Linked DNA regions of Drosophila melanogaster: region 1 is linked to region 2. Evidence: chromatin contacts called from public Hi-C data. All regions are on one chromosome and are shown on one strand. Each heading gives the region's core, a stretch centred on a gene start, on an enhancer-like site or on the middle of the called end of the contact. The rest is flanking DNA. Distances are from core to core; before and after follow the strand shown. Region 1 holds the start of lap (like-AP180). Region 2 holds the start of CG10098.

Region 1 (3,301 bases), core at 353-2,852, 62 kb before region 2:
ATGTGGCCAAATTTTGGGTTATATTGGAAATTGGTTTGCGGCAACTGCAATACAATGTTTATGTGACAAGTAACGCCCCACAATATTGCCCTCTTTTATTCCCATTTACTCGTAGCCATATCTGATGAGTCATCTGAAAAGTGCCAACAAGCTAAATAAAAGGGGGTCAAAATGCGAGCAAAACTAGCCAAAAAAACAGATTCCAACGGGAATGAATGTCGTTAGGATATGGAGCTCTTTAGAAGTATTTGCAAAATTCAAACGTGTAAGCAAATCCAGCAAATTAGGGAAGACTCTTGCATAAATTTAACAAGCAATGACACCGTGACAAACACAATCCCTGCTTTCGTAGGCGTTTTAAGCCATTCAAAGCCCCTACAAACACACGTGCACCCGTGGGAAAGTGACGTAACATTAGAGAGAGAGAGAGAGTGTGTTGGTAGAAAGAGAGGGGAGTCCAATCAATGACGAACGGAGTCCACAAACACCAGCAGCTGAGCCACAGATGCAATTTGAGGGTGGTGGTTTGTGTTTGTGGGACTTTGTGGACCGTAATCAGTGGTTTCGTTTTCAGAAAACTTTGTGATTTATCGCACAAAAACAAAAGGCACGTGAAAATGGAGCGAGGAAGCCAAGAAACCCGAACTGGTTGCATCTGAATGTTGTTGCTAAATTACTTTTGCAGCGTACTAACTGTGCCGATGGTTTTTATATTTAGGCTACATTTAAATTTTTTATTTTCTTTGCTAATTTGTTAGGCACTCCTTACTTTAGTATATTATTCATTCCAATTTTTATTATTATTAAAATTTAAGTTAATTTCTAAACAGATTTTATTGCGACTTATGTTTGCAAATAAAAATAAATTAATTTTAAAGCGTTACAAAGTAACAATAATATTTTCGTGTGTTTGATGGGTACATTTCCACTAGTAGCACAAGGCTGTGCCTCTTTTCTCTCTGTGTTATAACAAGGAAATGTAACGGTGATTTACGCAATGAAAGACCAAGAGAGTGGGCAAGGGAAAGAGATAGACAGGGCAACTCACAGTCCAAGTGCTTCTTCTTCGGGCCAATGCATTCCTCCGTGGTGGCCTTGCAAACGGACTTGGCGAGTCCTTGGCCCGCAAGGCTGTGACGGGCGGCCAGCAGCCTGTCGTTGATCGTTTGCCCTGCCATGGTCATGATGAAGCTGTTGCTGTTGTTGTTTCTGCTGCCGCTCGCTGGTTTTTATTTACTTGATTAATTTAATTATGCACCAAAGGAGCTGACCACACCGACACACACACACACTCGAAAGCAGATACAGAGAGAGGGAGAGAGAGACACACACACACACGCGTATGGGGCGAGCGAGAGACAGAGAGGTATTGATTGATTGAGAATATTTCGAACGGGAAAACTCTGCTATGCGAGCCTCACGATTAAACTAACAGTAAAGATTTAGTGGTTCCTACGTCACAATCACTACACAATTTATCGCCGCGGTTTATGCGCTCTCTAACCGGTGCCTAACGCTGAAACGCGATTTTTTAATTCTCTATTTTTCCTCTGCCACAAATCGATAATGGCGACTGGCAAATGGAGCGAGCGTATGAGCAATGTCCTAAAGCGTCCACAAAGTGGAGCTAACGCGTGCAATCGACTTGAGTTTACGGCGTTAGGTGGGAAAATATCGATTGCCATAACGTAAGCGAATACGAAATAGCTGAACTTAGCTTTTACGATGTGTTCATATAAGTTCTGAAAATAAAAAAAAATAATGATAAATAAATAAATAAAAATATAAAATATTAAGATACTATAAATAAATCTTTTTTTATAACTTAGCACTTAAAATTCCCCAACAGCAGTTAAAAAGTAGCTAGATTTGTCGGAAGTGTAGCCAAACGTAACGTAAGCTAAGGGGCTGTCAACAGGAATTTTTAGTTTCGAGTAGGCGGTCATACTGGTCATTAAAATAAATAAAATTATACTAAAAAACAGTAGTTAGCACAATCAACAGTCTCGTAATAAAATTGTAAGATGTTGAATGGACAGATTGCACACAGTTATTTGGAGAACTCGTGCACGCTGATCATACCCCGCCCGCCTGTCCTGAATCAGTCCTCAAAGTCGGCCCAGCCAGCAGCAGCTGCTGCTGCTTCTTCTTCCGCTGGTGAGGAGTTTGGTCAGGAAGCGGGGTCGGGGTTGGCGGAAGCGGAGGCGTTGCATGTGGATCGCATAAGAAACTGCGATATATTCGTTGACGCGCACGATCTTTATTTCTACGCAGATGTTAAGCTGTACAAGTGAGTCACATCCGGCAATCTGTCGTGCCCATGGTGGGCCATGGTGGCGAAATTCCAGCGATATCATTGCGTACTTGTACTCCCTTTTCGGACAGATTCCACAGCCGTCGCACCTTCGACTTGCGAGAGCTGAAGACGCTGTTGATAAAGTTCAACACGACAGAGAATCACTACCAAATTTGCCTGCGCTGTCTGCCCCTAACAGCGGGTGCCCAGGAAGGACCCGGTGGAGAAAGAGGCGGAGGCGGTGGTACGGGGGATGCAGCCAAGCAGTGGAATAGTCGCAAAGAGTACATAGCCGCATTCCTGCACCTACCCACACTGAGTGCCAATTTGCCGGACAAGCAGCCTCTGGTGCAGGAATGGAAACTCAAACGAATCACCGATCAGTGCCAATTGCAGCTCGACGACCACGAGCGCACCTACAAGCTGACCAACAATTTTGGGTACGGCTATGCTAGCGAATACAGCGGACCGCTAGACCTGAGTGAGGTGAGTTCAATTGGTTAACCTGCTCTTCCGCGCACTAAACACAGATGTTTTCACAGTTGGACAGAGCCACGTGCCGCGTGTCGGAGCCACATCGCATGAGCCCCATCCAAAGGCGGCAAGAGCGCGTGGTCGATGAGATGAAGCGCTTTTCCCGCGAGCAGTACAAAATAAATTTTGTGGAGCTACAGGTTCCGTCCGGTCACCAGAATCCTTTACGCTACAAACCGAAAATCTACGAGACTTCCATGACCCAGGAGCAAGCGCATCTGCTGCACAACATCAGCCGAATGCAGACACGGGAGCAGCAGCCGTGCGACGTTTTTCGGCAAAACGAGATCGATTGCGGGCTGATAAGCATTCTGTTGGCCATATGCTATGATGTGCGGACGACGAACAATGAGCCGACGTGTGAATCGGGCTGGACGCGAAGCATACTGTGCCCGCTTTATTGCTACTTTGAGCAATTCGACAACTATCGGGACGTACTGGTTGCCTTCCTGCGGCGAATGATCACCTACC
Region 2 (3,262 bases), core at 567-3,066:
TCGGAGATTGCCCACTGAGACAGAATAAATAATAATTTAAATATCACGCAAAAGCATAAAAACTAAACGAAATAAAATCAGTAGAGATTGCACAAGAAAATATTTTGACGACTAAAGCCTATTTGGTAATGCCATAAGAATGCTCAAGTCAAATCCCGATGCTCAATAGAGCTTGCAAGCTAGTTTTTGGAGTATCCATATAGATAGTATTCGTTGGTCTAGCGATAGAACTTGACTTCCGCCTCGACACAGTCCTTGAGCAGTTCGTCCAGCTCGTCACTGGCGTGATCCTGCAGAGAGAAATAGTTATTTAGCTCGTCCACGCAGGAGAGCTCCAAGCTGCGCAAGTGCTCCAAGGCGGCCGGCTTGCGTTGCGAGTGTAGCTTGTGCAGCAACGTCAAGTCCGCTTCCGCTTGCACTTGGGTTAGCGGCGAGATCCTCGGATTTGGGGCAAAAACGAACGGCTTAAACACAGACTCGGCGGCATTGGGCGTCCCGGTGAACCAATGGCATGAGATTCCCTTCACCGACAGCACCGAAACGGTAGCCGCCCTCGAGCTGCTCGCATTACTGGCGGATCGCAGCGTCTCGAACATGTCGTGCTGGGTATATGTTCCATCGCCAGCTGGCTTGGGACCACACCAATCCACTGCCGGGGCCTGGGCCTCTGCATCGTGAGCAGCGGCAAAACTGGCAGCGTCATCTAATCCCTCGCTTGACTTGTTCACCACAGTGGTCACAGCCAGTCCTCCGGAGGGCAAACGCAAGAAGCTGGCCTCCAATTTCTCAGCGGCCCATACCTTGCCAGAGCAACTCACAAGCCAGGCAGCAGCTGCATCGCAAGCGATGAAGTTTAGTTTGGAGTTGTCGTGACCGTGACTGGCCACCAAAGCTCCAATCCGGTCTACAGCATCGTCCACATCTTTGGCGACAGCCAAAGTCAAGCTACAAAAAAGTTATTAGATGATTTATTATTTCATGATTTATAATAATTGTAAAAGCCTTAGTTTCTCGACAACATTAAATTTCTGATTGATTCGTTTTTAATTAACTTATGAAATAATGTTGAAATAATAGTATCTTCAAGCATTAATAAGCCCTAAAGGACACGAAAGGATTGGAATGCTAATTACAAACATCAGCCACAAAATGTCATCCTTTGAATAAGTATTTACGTTCTGCATTATATAGACTTCATATGTACATACATTTTTAGTGATGAAAGTTATTTATATTAAGTGCAAATAATTTGCTTTGTTGTGCATAGTTTGTTGATACGCAGATATTGAAAGAGAACTTACCGCACTATATCCGTGCCCAGCAGGCTGTCGCTGTCCTTGGCCTCGTTTTCACCTGCCGCCCAGGTAAGACCTAGGGCCACTCCGCGTTCATTGGCCCCGAAGTCCCCACCCCAGAGACCCGGCTGCGGTTTTTGCAATATAACACGCAACATATCGCCGCCTGTCTCGGCAGAAGCTCCACCGTCAGTCTGAAATGTGAGGTGTTTGGGTGGTGAGTCATTGATCGAGCTTCGTTTTCGGAGGAGTCTGTCTTTACCTTCCCCTCAAGCACTTCGGTGGCATCGTAGAAGCAAACCTCCGAAGCAACGTTGACGTTTTTTTCGTCCTCCGCATTGCGACCGATGATCAAAGTTCCTTCGGCACAGTTCTCGGGCAGAACAACAAAGCAGTCACCGTTGGTCATTTTTATCCGTGCTTTTCTCGCGAAGAAGTTTCTTCAGAAGTGCGCGAGGGAGTTGCAAAATTGATTTTTCCCACAGCTGTTTAAGGTTCAAACGTTATTCAACACTGCCCAATATATATCGTGGAAATGAACCGTGGCGATGAGCCGTTGACTCGTCTGGCAACATCGGACGTTATTTATTTGTTTAGTATGGAGAATTCTAAAAGAACTATAAGGATTAGGTATTTTAGTGTTCTATATATAAAATATTTCCTTATACATCTCCATTATTTAAATGACGAGCATTAATGTTGACAATACTATGATCCAACACCAATAAGAATTCGATTTACTTAAATTACAACCTTCATTTACACCATAATTAGCAGCATTGAATAAGAGAGGGAAGTTATAATGAATATCGGGTTTTCCTTTGAATCTGGAAAAATGCAGACAAGTCGCATCCCATCTCTAAGCATTTTACCCTTCTCTGATAAAGTACCCATCGCTAGAAATCTGCCCATTCGTCTGGTAACCGAGGTTTTTCTTGTTTCGGCGTTAAAATGCTCAAAAACCTGTCTGCATAGAAGGAAAACGCGGAACGTCTCGGAATTGCAAGCTTTTCGCGATATTCGGGCAATTGGAAAAACCGCGCATCCAGCAAAATTGTATCCACTAAGCTGCATTTGTATACAGAGCAGGTGGTGTTGTCTCCCTCTCGCGCCCGCACTGCTCGCTCCCGATGTGCGAGCGAAACAACAACAAACAAGTTACAAGGTGTGTGGAGTGGTGTGTGCTGCTGGTGTTGTTGTAGCTGTAGTTGTAAATACTCGCGCACACAGTGTTGTTGTTGCGCTGGTGGATGGTGTTGTTCAGCGCCTTTTTTGAGTGTTGATTATTTTACTTGCGTGCGTTTGCTACTCGTGGGCGGCTGTGAAGACTGTGAGACGCGGAAAAGTGCTGAGAAAAGCCACGAAAAGCTAGATAAACGCTAACCCACAGCTGCGGGCTGGAAACCATTTATTTAAAGTGCCAAATTGGGTAAAGAAATTTAGAAAATCAATATTCTGTGAGGGTGCTAGCGGCCAATAAGAAACCTCTGCGTGAAAATAGCAAGAAAGTCGAAAGAATTTCAAGTTTTCGATAGACCGCTCCCTGAAAAAAATAGATATTTTCTGTTTTTGTTGTGCGTTGCTTGACGACTTTGACCGCGCGCATTTTCCCCGCCGTGAAACTAGTTTCTTTTTGTTTGGTGGCACACCGCTGATGACGTTTTAAAGCCCTGCTGGCCAGTGAAATTAAAGCAATTGCCCATAAAAATCAATAAATTCAAGCCACGGGTATACACACAATTTGAAGGAAATTTAAGCAGTGCTTTAAGAGACGAGTTGCGGAAACTGGGAGAAACTACCCTCCAGTCCCCAAAAACTCCCCCGAAGGATGTTTTAAATGGGGTACATATATACATGTACACACACCCACCCGTATTCCACCCCCCAAAAGCGCGCCCCCTTTTCCGGCATTTCGTCAACATTAATGTAGCATCTCCCCGCGTGCGTGTGTATGTATCTGTTCTGCC

Evidence for each region. Hi-C and Micro-C count contacts between places; a contact is called where the count stands out from the background.
Region 1: a contact with region 2 is called in a Hi-C map of the Kc167 cell line, with 2.4 times the contacts expected there. The contact joins the promoter of lap here to the promoter of CG10098 in region 2. A contact is called at or near these places in 14 of 107 Hi-C or Micro-C datasets (the Clone 8 cell line, the Kc167 cell line, the OSC cell line and 5 more).

Annotation. Positions count from the first base shown.
Region 1 is chr3R:7,185,295-7,188,595 of dm6, reverse strand. It overlaps lap (like-AP180), which reads right to left and starts at 1,602. Exons shown (of 11, transcript NM_079528.3): 1 at 1,049-1,602. The coding sequence starts at 1,184. CG10055 reads left to right here and starts at 1,923. Exons shown (of 3, transcript NM_141446.2): 1 at 1,923-2,290; 2 at 2,386-2,782; 3 at 2,839-3,301. The coding sequence starts at 2,025.
Region 2 is chr3R:7,123,102-7,126,363 of dm6, reverse strand. CG10098 reads right to left here and starts at 1,816. Exons shown (of 3, transcript NM_141437.4): 1 at 1,558-1,816; 2 at 1,302-1,489; 3 at 1-945. The coding sequence starts at 1,704. The coding sequence ends at 219. It overlaps Alh (Alhambra), which reads left to right and starts at 2,179. Exons shown (of 10, transcript NM_079526.3): 1 at 2,179-2,460. The coding sequence starts at 2,426. It overlaps CG10068, which reads left to right. Exons shown (of 2, transcript NM_141438.4): 2 at 1-93.